Regions from separate parts of the Drosophila melanogaster genome. Here region 1 is linked to region 2. The links are chromatin contacts, called in public Hi-C maps. All regions are on one chromosome and are shown on one strand. The core of a region is the stretch at or near the end of the contact, and the rest is flanking DNA. Distances in the headings are between cores, read along the strand shown. Region 1 has its middle 5.0 kb from the start of CG32457. Region 2 overlaps Shal (Shaker cognate l).

The links. A called contact is a pair of places that touch in the nucleus more often than the background predicts.
Region 1: a Hi-C map of the Kc167 cell line shows a contact between it and region 2, with 3 times the contacts expected there. A contact is called at or near these places in 3 of 107 Hi-C or Micro-C datasets (the Kc167 cell line and embryo).

What each region holds. Positions count from the first base shown.
Region 1 is chr3L:22,979,882-22,985,502 of dm6, forward strand. No RefSeq gene overlaps it. Among named protein-coding and RNA genes, the nearest start is that of CG32457, 5.0 kb to the right of the region's middle.
Region 2 is chr3L:19,568,006-19,573,491 of dm6, forward strand. It overlaps Shal (Shaker cognate l), which reads right to left. Exons shown (of 7, transcript NM_001104176.2): 3 at 4,994-5,486; 4 at 4,709-4,871; 5 at 4,286-4,474; 6 at 1,656-1,808; 7 at 1-711. The coding sequence ends at 616. Among named protein-coding and RNA genes, the nearest start is that of mir-9a, 5.6 kb to the left of the region's middle.

The DNA of each region.
Region 1 (5,621 bases), core at 1,155-3,654, 3.4 Mb after region 2:
ATCGGAATCTCTAGTACATAGCTAGTCTCCTCGGCCTAGTTAAACAAGCAAATAGGGAAAGAACGGAAGATGTACCGTAATTAAATGTGCCCATACGCAATGATGTTTGGGTGGTGAACAGCTTTCTCCGAGCCGTATTTGCCTGGGAGGGGTTTATTTGCAAATCCTTTGAGTGACTTTAAGCCATCGTCACCCCATGCAAATACACTTGGCTAAACAAGCCAAAAAGAGAACACCTGGAGATCCCGCTACAGCAGCTCTATTTCTTGCTACGGCAGCTGCTGTACAAAATCCCTAATTAAATGCAAATTACAAAATGTTTCAATGCAGTGCTGAACGGGACGGGAGTAAATGACAAGTGGTGTTGTCATCGCAAGTTGAAAATTGTAATTTTTCTGCTTATTACAATAATTATGCCGGCTAAGCAGCTGCAGCCAAAGACGTGTCCTTGTCTGGTGTCCTGGTATTCACGTTTAGTCGCTTTTTTTTTACTCCTTTTTTACGTGGCTGAATTGTTTTCTTATCATTAGTGCTGATGAAATGTAAGCCAAGGAGAATGCCAAAGTTTTTGTCCTTGCAGCTTAATGACAGTTATTTCCGCTTCCCTCAGACAGCCCTAAAGTCAAAGCCGGGCAGCCAGTTCACGACTAACGGCTACCGGGTACCGACGCTCCCAGCTCCCGGATTAAGCTTACTTTTAGCTGCCCCACTGGTAGATGAAAATTCTTTCCAGTTCAATGCTTTAGTGACACTTCCTCATTGAAAAATTTTATTTCCAAGAGTTCTGCGATTTATCCTTTGCTTATATCAATACAACCGGTAGGACCGTGAGTCGAGTCAAAAACAAAAGAGAATGCTATAGTCGAGTTCCCCGAGGGTCGGAAACGACAGTTACATACTAAGAATGTAGTATATCCTTTTACTAAACGAGTAACCGAGTAATGGTTGCATGCGAAAAGGATTGTTTCTGTTTTGCTTAATTGTACTTATTCGTCATCAGATGAATTGATTATTCGGATTATTGATATTGTAATATATATAAATGATATTGTTTTATTTTGACGTCTGCTACACCGATCTTTTGCCGTGTTAAATTGAAATTCGATTCCTTCTGCTTCAAGCTATCGCTTTATAGTTAAGCTGGGGAAAGCATCGTCTCTGTCTGCCTTTAATAATTTGGGTTTATCTAATTGATTGCATTAATGCGTTTCTGCATTCTATCTAGTACTTTGTTTTAATTTTCTCAAATGCAGTGAATTTACAATAAATTTAAATGAAACTGATGTAATGTTCTCCTCAAATGAATGAAATATGAATGAATATAAATATGATTCGACCAATATCTACCACAAATTTGTTAGGTGTGATTTTAAAAGGCCTTTTGGTTTTTCTATGTTCTGTTTTAGCCAAATTGCATAATAATTTCTCTGCGTGCACTTTAAATAATTTTAAAATCTTTGCCGCTCTCAATATAAATGGTAAATTTTCTATTTAAAATTTTGTTTAATAAATTTTAATTTTAATTCTCGATAATGCATCGGAAGCTGAATTCTCTCTTTAATATTAATTAATTAATATAATATATTATATATTAATATAATCGATTTTAAAGTGGCATTCGTTTAATTTGGCTCTCCATCTTTGCAATTTAGCATCCGGTTTCTTTAAAGTATGCAGCCATATGGTTGATGGTCACTTAATTCTGTGATATCATGATGAGCCAAAATAGTAAATAATTGTATTGGTAGTTTTCTAATAAGTATTTTAATGAAGTTCTCCAGGAGCTTGTAGTTCGGTGTTTGAGTTTTGAATTCTGCGAGTAGTTTTAATTTTTATGGTTTAAGTAAATATCTTTTTAAAGTGTTCTTTTATTTGTATTTTGATGTTGTGAATATTTATTTCTAACTAAAGTGCCAACCACTAGAGGGTATGTGTTGTGCTTGTGCTGTAGCCCAAACATTTTCTAATACCGAAAATGGCTGGTGGAAGCCAGTAATTTAATTTGTACAAAAATCCAGCCCAGTGATAGCCAAGATGTCTAAGAAAGGATAGGAAAAGAAGCTCCTCAAGACCAAGTAGCAGCAAGATCGCAGCCAGCGCCACCATTAATGCCGTCCTTTGAATTGACTGAAGTACCCTCACTGTAATGCCCTCCAATAATGTTAATAATAATTTTTCACAGAAGAGGCTAAATTAATTTTACATTTAGGGCCACAAATTCAAAATCGTGTTTAAAACAATTTAAATTAGTATGTTTATATTTATGCACGTGTTCAGAACAAATTTTACATTTACATTTTACATTTTATGTTTAAAATTAAAATGTATAATGCTTTATACATCTGAGTAAATTTCTCTAGGGGATCCATGAGTCGTCAGAGGGTCTACGTTGTGCAAAGTGTAGCATACTTGTAGGGATCACATTTTCTGTTAACTGATCTTTGGTAGGAATTGTATGTTGGGTGGGGGGTCATTGTTTGTCCTTGTTGTTCTGTCGTCCGTTAGTCCCATAGTCGGTTTTTTTTGTGGAGATCCTATCAATCCTATCACGGAAATTAAATTAAAGTGCTAATATGCTAATACATACATTATTATATGCTGATACATTTTCCATATTCCATTTTATTTTTGTTGCTAATCGATAAAAATTTACAAGACTAATAAAAATAAGAAAAAATATCAACACCTTTTTTAAAAGTGTGGGAGTGGCAGTTTTGTGAGCTTTGAGGGTGTTAGAGTGAGCGTGGCCACTTGGATCAACAAACTTACGCGTCTATGTCTCTAGAATTTTAATCTCAACCTTCTAGTTATTATAGTTCCTGAGATCTCGACGGTCATACGGACAAACGGACATGGCTAATTTGACTCGTCTATTGTTCCTGATCAAGAATATATATACTTTATATAGTCAGAAACGCTTCCTTCTACCTGTTACATACTTTTCAAAGAATCTAGGTACTCTACGAGTAACGGATATAAAAATAGCTAAGCTTATTAGCTCAACAACTAAATGAATTCACAAATGAATTTCACTTTCTTAGGTTGGTGGTAATAAAAGTGCGTTTGCCTGAGCTTGTACTTAGTACAAGTTCTTAGTTCGAAATTTAATTTAGGCTGCAGAAATGGGACAAATTGAATTGTTTCTGGCCCTACTCTCAATGTTTGTGTAGTAGTAAGTAAGGTAATCAAGTACACGCTCTGTCCCTCCGTATGAACGTGGAGATCTCAGGAGCTATATGAACTAGAATACATATATAAAACTTCCGAAACGGTCACGACCTTTGAAAATTTTATGTTACTTGTTGAGTAAAAGGGTATATTCGACTCTTTAAAACGTATGTAACAGTCGTTTCCAACCCTATAAATTATATATATTCAGGATTAATAGCCAAGTCTATCTGGCCATGTCCGTCTGTCCGTATGAACGTCTAGAACTATAAAAGCTAGAAGGTTGAGATTCTGCATACAGATTCTAGAGACACAGACGCAGCGCAAGTTGCCACTCCCACTCTAACACCTACAAGGCGCCTTATATTGCTACGGCAATTTAATTTAATTTAATTTTATTCACCAAGATCTATTGATATACCAGAAAAATTATGAAATTTCGCGTTTGCATTCAAACTTTCTGAGTAATGGGCATCTGATAGTCGGGGAAGTCGATTAAAGCATTCTCTTTTATTTTATTTTTCCAAAAGCATTTAAAAATGTATCGTCGCAATATCGTTAATACTAGTATTGTTTAAGACGAGAACAGCTTCAAAGAAGCTGTTTTTCCATCTATTGATATTTAAACATGTGTTTTGGTGTAATTCGTAGAATTGGACATTATGAAGTTAGTTATAGAAGGAAGCTATTGCTGGTATACAGAAGACGGCGGCTAAAACTAGTATATTAAATAGATTTTAATCAGTCATCGAACAGCTTTAAGCACTCAATGCAGGCCATCACAGTGTTTGTTATCATTATCCTAGGCGCTTATAGCAGTCATATGATAACCAGAACAGCAACCAAGGGAGAGGTAACCCCAAAAGTCTTGGCAGTCCCTACGATTCAGCCGTTGACGTCAGCCCCTTTATCTCTGCCCGGCAATAATAACACTTTGCTATCTTCTGGGCTCAAGAAACCGGAAGAATTTTCATCCACATCGATGCTGAATCCTCTACACCTTCAGCGCTTACCAAATCGATTGATATACCCAAAAGGCATTACGGAGATAAACATAAAAAAGCAAGGAACTTATACTAACACATTGAAGACATGTAGTATCGACAGATTTTGACGTATAGTAAACGAATAATAATATTAAGCATTAATATCAACGTTCTAGCCTTTATAGTTTCCGAGATCACGACCAGCGGACGGACATGTCCGGATCGACTCGGCAAGTTATACAGATCAAGATAGTGTACACTTTTTTTTGTTGGAACCGCTCTTTCTACCCTTTAGATAATTTTCAACGAACCTTGCATACCCTTGTATTCTACGACAAATGGGTAAAAAACGACATTGCTCTGTTGGATGCCGTTGTCGATAAAAATGTAGATCCTTCTGTTTAAATCTTGTTATTGCTGTTCGACAAAGGCTGACTTCTCTTGAAACAGTAAATTAAAACTATGTCTCATATATGTATTTATACAACCCAACCCTGAACAGCACTCTGAGGCCAATCGGTTGGATAGCCTCTTTTATTTTTTCGCAAATCATGTATTTCAAACAGTCGTAGGAAAAATCGACACCTAAGAATATAAGTTATAAAGACCCCAGGTGAAAAGCAATTTCTAGGTTTTATATTTCTTTCATTTTATATCATAAATAAACTGTAAATCTATAATACAAACCAGTAGGCACAAAAGTTGTTTTACGCTAGTTATATAAGTGGCCATGAACTGTTCATATACATACATGCGTATACATACATATATGACATAGACTTATAATTCTCTTCTTTAATACATTTATATTGTCTTTAAAATTGAGTAGTGAGTCCCAGTCTTTTGCATTTTTCTTATTTTCCTTGCCCCGTGTTATTCTTGTTCCTCTTTAAACAAATTATTTAATTGGAACGCATCGAAGCAACATCGATAGAATCCCGATAACTTTGAGATGATTTTGCTCACATTTTTATTTCTCTAATCTTTTAGTCCTCCCCTCACGACCATCTTGAACAAACTAAAATACGAGTCTGAAATTGTCGAAATCAAAAAGGTTTCTTCTAATGAGAATGATTAGTTCCTAAGAGTAGGCTGAGCACAAGCGACCGTGTTTTGTTTCGCTCTCAATTATTCTGGTTGTGCCTACAGTACTTATTCTGATGGATGTCTAGTACTTCTTTATTTTATTCAAAGAATATTTTCTGATATGATGTCTGATTCTCTTGTTTTTCCTGTTTTAGTAAGAACCAAAAGGATCCTGTTCCTTCATCAATGCCTTCATGAATCCATTCCTAGGATTCATAACGTTAGACTGAAGTGGAAAGTGATCAAAATATTTGTTTACAACTGCTAAACTCAAATCAAAGACTTTTACGACTTTCAAAAGTTACCCACCTTATCAACTAATTGGGACAATTGCAATTACCACTTCTATCGGATATTCGATATCCGATTTAAGATCTTAGA
Region 2 (5,486 bases), core at 441-2,940:
CTAAATCTCTTTAGTACTTTCTTCAAACTATTTCGCCTGCTATGCTACTTTATGTTCACGTTATTAAAACATACACAGTAAATTCCTCTAAAATGCTTCGGTTTCTGTTGTTTGCTGTTGTTGTCTTGTCACCTAAATAAAGTAAATAGTGTTGCATATTTTTATAATTAATATTTGGGTTTTTTTCATTAACGGGTCCTCGCTAATCAAATCCGACTTTGCCGCCGCAGAATCTGGGTTGGGCACTTTTACATACTTCATTTGTTACTTGTTTTATTTTAATGTGCCCTTCATCATACAATACATTACACATTCGGCGTTGCTTTCATTTGAGTCTGCAAGTGCTTGCATTTAATTAAATATTTTGCTCGTTAAACTCGAAAATCAGATTTTAGAGATTACAGTTGTATTTCGGCTTCAGATATTCCTCGGGTCCATCAATTTTTATATTTGGCGACTAAACACACACGACATGTCTACAAAACGAATTCAATTTAGTTTAAAAACTTTTTAAGTTAGACTAAACGTAAACGTAAATCATCTCGATCTGGATTGGGATGTGACTGCCTCCCTGGCCGAGGATGTGCATCTCGACGCCAACCTGCTGCCGCCGGCTCAGAACGAGGCCTCCACCAGGTAGGTGCCATCCATGGGCTGATTGTTTTGGCTATTCTGAGCATTGCTGGCAGCCGGCATGTACTTGCCGCAGGCCTAAATAGAAACGAGAACAGACCAGAAAGCGGTAATATAAAGGCTCGGGGTCAGAGTTTACATGATTAATGATAGCTCCAGAATAGCATGATGTGCCTAAAACTAAAACAGAAGCTGGATCAAGATTCCAGCCTCCTATCAGACTCAAAACATTCTTAAGGATGCGCACTGAGAAATTTGAATATATATTCTACGATTTTGCTGTCTCGTATATAAATATTTTAAAGAAATATAAAATATATGTATATATAAAGGAAAGGACATTGTTTATTTTACATTTGAATCAAATTACGTTACTATATACATTTTAATACAATAAAGAGCTCCATATATTTGACTGCACTTAAAGAATTTATATTTACAACATTTTGTTTAATATATTATCAACATTTTCGGAAAGAAGTTACATTTTTGACTGATATTTACACCATACATTCTACATAGCATCTACACCCTTACTAAATCTGTAAGTGCAAGACTCATAGCATACTTTTTGATGTAAAACACTATATATTTGACATAGGAAAAGTGCATATCCTAGAGGAGCACCGATATATTTAGTTTTGTCATGATTACCATCTGCATTTATCCGACCTGAGTATTTATAGTACATTGAAATGAATTTAGAAATGAATTTTATAATGAAAGTTTAATGACTAGGGGCACCAAAATCATGTTAATTTCCCTAAGATGCCCCCAAGTGATATCCTCGAGGATGTTTTAGTTCTTCCGAAGGTGAGATGTGAAAATTTACAAGAGTACAAGACCAACAGAGGCAACAAAGTCAACACACACAAACGGTATATAGTACTAATAAAGAGAGAGGGGTTACGGAAAGCGGTTTTGGACCCACCTGCTGGGGGCACTCAACCCCTCGAGTGCCGGACGGCGGTAACTTCCGCACTTCTCTCTCCGTACAGGGTATGTGGGGGCGTATAGCTTACCTGGTAGCGCTGGGAGCAGCATCGGCCGCAGCAGGACTGCAGCAGGCCGGCGGCACTGTTTGTCGAGTGGGCGGGACTGGCCATCGGGGACGGGGAGCCCGGCCTCTTGGGCTGGCCGTTAAACGGTATTTCTAACTCGACAAATTCTCGATCCTGCGGTTTTTGAGCATTGAGAGGTACAGCCAGAGAAGAATTTTACAAAGAGAAACGAAGAATACATAGAGTACAATGTTTTTCTTTTCTTTTCTTTTTTTTCAACAATTTTACAATATAGAAATCTTGGGAGGGGGAGCGGGGTTTTACACACACAAAACACAGGACTTAAGAATTGGGTTCAAGTACATACGCATAAACAAATACTTGGAAAGGTGGAGGGGGTGAGGAGAAAGGGGAAGAGCGAGCGTTTTTAGCCCCTTCGAGTTTAAACAACAATTAAAACATTAAGCTGGTTTATGTAAGGGGGGGGGCAAGTTATAAACATTTGAACGCTACAATTTGTTAATGGGAAATTGGGTGATTTTCTTGTTTTGTTTTTTTGTTTTTCTTATTTTGCGGCTCCTAAGCAATGACAATTGTACGAAAACACTATGAGAACAAACTTTTTATCGAAACAGCCAGGGGGCGAGGCAGCGGGCGGGCAGTCACTTAGCAGAACGAGAGCGGTAAATGCGGGGCGGTTCGGTGGGCATGGGCGGTGGCGGGGGCGTGGCAGAGCGGTACGAATGGAAAGCAAGCGCCAGCCAGCGACATTCGAGTGCGACTTTGGCTCAAAACGCGACCACATTTATGGCCGCTTCTAACCGATTCTCGATTTATGACAAAACGCTGTTTTATTGATTTGCTGCTTTTAGTAGAGAATTTAAGAGCTCATCAAGTGAAATTGCTTATGGTTATGACTAGCACACATACAAAATAAAGATGGTAATGGTGCATAATAATCGATTATGAAAGCAGAGTGAGAATCACTGAAAAGTTTTGTCAATTCTATTAAGTGTATAGTACATTAAACATTTTAATTCATATTAGTAAAAGCTGATATGACAATTCTGAAACTTATTAATTTATTTAGATTTGTTTAAAAACTGCAGTATTTATAATTGCATAACAAGTTTTTCCTTAAAAAAACTCCATTACCATCCATATTATTTTCTGTCCATGTTTTCATTATTCTTAAACAATAGTGTTGTTTTCCTAACTTTTAAACAAATTTTTGTCTTCGAAAATAGCACAGTGAGCTGGCCAAGAACTATTTTGAATGGAATATGAATTGTGCTCATAAAAAAATAGTTAATGCTGAGCCATTTAATGGAAAATGGGAATTTACTCTCGATAAATTAGGCCTTACAAATTGTGTGCTTTAATGGGGTTTTCATATCCACTTAGTGACTTTGAATTGTTCGTGCCGATACTTCGCCTCACTTGATGAGCCCCTTTGGGCATTTAAAATGTTTAGATTTTGATATGGTTTCTGGCCTGTTTGTTGACAGCAATCGATTGCATATGGCTAAATGGGCGTTTTGGAAATTTCTTGATAGCATGTGGGGGAGCATTCGCATATTGTTCGAACCGATTCTGTTCGGTAATGACCTATTCGAGGAACTTAAAACAGAATACAGCGCATAGCATTCAACACGAATCGTTCTCTAATGCCAGAGGGTATTTGAAATCAACAAAAAACAATCGACAATCAACAAAGAAGAAATTAAAATTGAAAATTGGAAATCATAAAAATTAAGTACAACGCGTAAACATGAACGAGGTTAGATAGAACGAGAAAGGTATAAAGAGAGAGAGAGAGAGATGGAGGGAGAGGGGTTAGAGAAAGATTGAAGAAAGAACGGAACTTAAATACAAACCGAAAGCACTTACTTTGGCGAATTTATTTATATTCGCTTTTTTTCAGAGCATAGACATTGATATTCATTGCTTTTTATTTCTATGTTTTATATTTGCTTATTTTCGAAGCCAGTTTCGGGCTCAGATCGTGTGAAAAACATGACACAAATGGTGAACTTAGAATATATAACTTAGAACGAAATACAACAGATCGCACACAAAAACGATAAATACCATAATAATGTACAGAAAACATATTCAAATAAATCGATAAAACTAAAACGCTTAACAAAATGCACATACAAAAGATGCTGAATATTCGCATTTCAGTTCAGTTTCTTTTTCTCTTGGCTTTCTGCGATTTTTGACTATTATTTTGATTTATGAGAAGACGCGTCAGTTCTAAAACGCCCAACAACATATCCTTCGTCCTGCCACTTGCTGATATTGCTGTCGCCACCGTTGATGTTTTTTTGGCTGTGGGTGTCGCTCTCGTTGATGCCGTTGTCATTGCTTTCCTAATGAGCTCGTGGCAAACCTTACAATTTCTGACTACAACTGAGATGTTCAAATGTTGCTACATCTGTCACGGAGTAGAAACGAAAAATGTATAGAGACAGAGTGTGATTCGAGAGGTAGTAAGAAATGATAAGTTCAAATCATAAGTTCAAAAACACTGAGCGCGCAATCGAGTGACAATAATACGTATATCACATGTACGAGTATGTATACAGAGAGATAGAGATAGCTGCACAGCGAAGGACAAAGCTGCCTCGCACATTGCGTATACGCACCGTTGTCTTCTCCAGACATCGCAGCAAATGATGGTGCTGCAGCTCGAAGATGTCCTCGTCCCGATAGTTGTCATCCAGCTCGATGCCCGACTCCTGGGCAGCCCACCGGGCCTCGGCGGCCTTCTTCTTGCTAACAAAGGCGGCTCCGGACGAGGCCTTGGCAATGCGGATGCGCGCCAGGCGAGCTTTCTGCAAGGTCATAACACATAATGAGTATTTGCGGGTGGTGGGTGGCATTTAGTTGGGATGCACACGGAAAAATGGATGACTTTCACTGGCTCCCAGATAAAATTTTCACCGATTTAATATCAGTGTCACAGAACCTGCTGGCCAAATCTGTAACTATAATTACTGGTAATTCCAGTCTAAAGTTCTTGTGACACTAACGGATTCCTCGGGATTCCCCAGATAGCCTTTTCTTACCCGCTGCGCCTTGCGCTTGTCCGCTCGCTGGTTCTGGTGATAGATTCTACTAAAGTTCGATACGATAACAGGTACAGGTAAGGCGATGACCAGCACACCGCTAAGCGAGCAGACGCCGCCCACAATTTTGCCAGCTATTGTCTCTGGCACCATGTCGCCATATCTGCGACGGATGGAAAGATTTCAGAATAAGATTAGATAAGGCAATGGGAAATCTATCCCTTTCAATTGGCATGAGAAAGTAATGGGAACACACACATGTATTATCACTCTGAATAAACTCACCCCAGCGTCGTCATTGTGACGATGGTATACCAGAAGGCCGCCGGAATCGATGTGAAGTTGGTGCCATTGACGTTCTTCTCGGCGTAGAACATGACGGTGGCAAAGATGATAATGGCCATGGCCAGCGAGAAGACAAGGAAGCCCAGTTCGCTGGCGCAGGACTTGAGCGTGTAGCCGAGGATCCGAAGTCCTTGCGAGTGGCGCGAGAACTTGAATATGCGGAAGACACGGAACACGCGCAGCGTGACGAAAGCACCGCTCACGTCGTCGTTGTCGGTGATCCCGAGGCCAATGTAGTACGGCATAATGGCCACCACATCAATAATGCTCATCACCGAGCGCACGAACTTGCAGCGATCGGGGGCGGCGAAGAGTCGAAGTAGGTACTCCGCCGTAAAGATCATCACGCAGGCGGTATCCAGGCAGAAGAAGACGATCTTGTAGCGCTCGCCGCAGGGCAGAGTTCCCGCTCTGCCCGGCCGGTGGCCACACG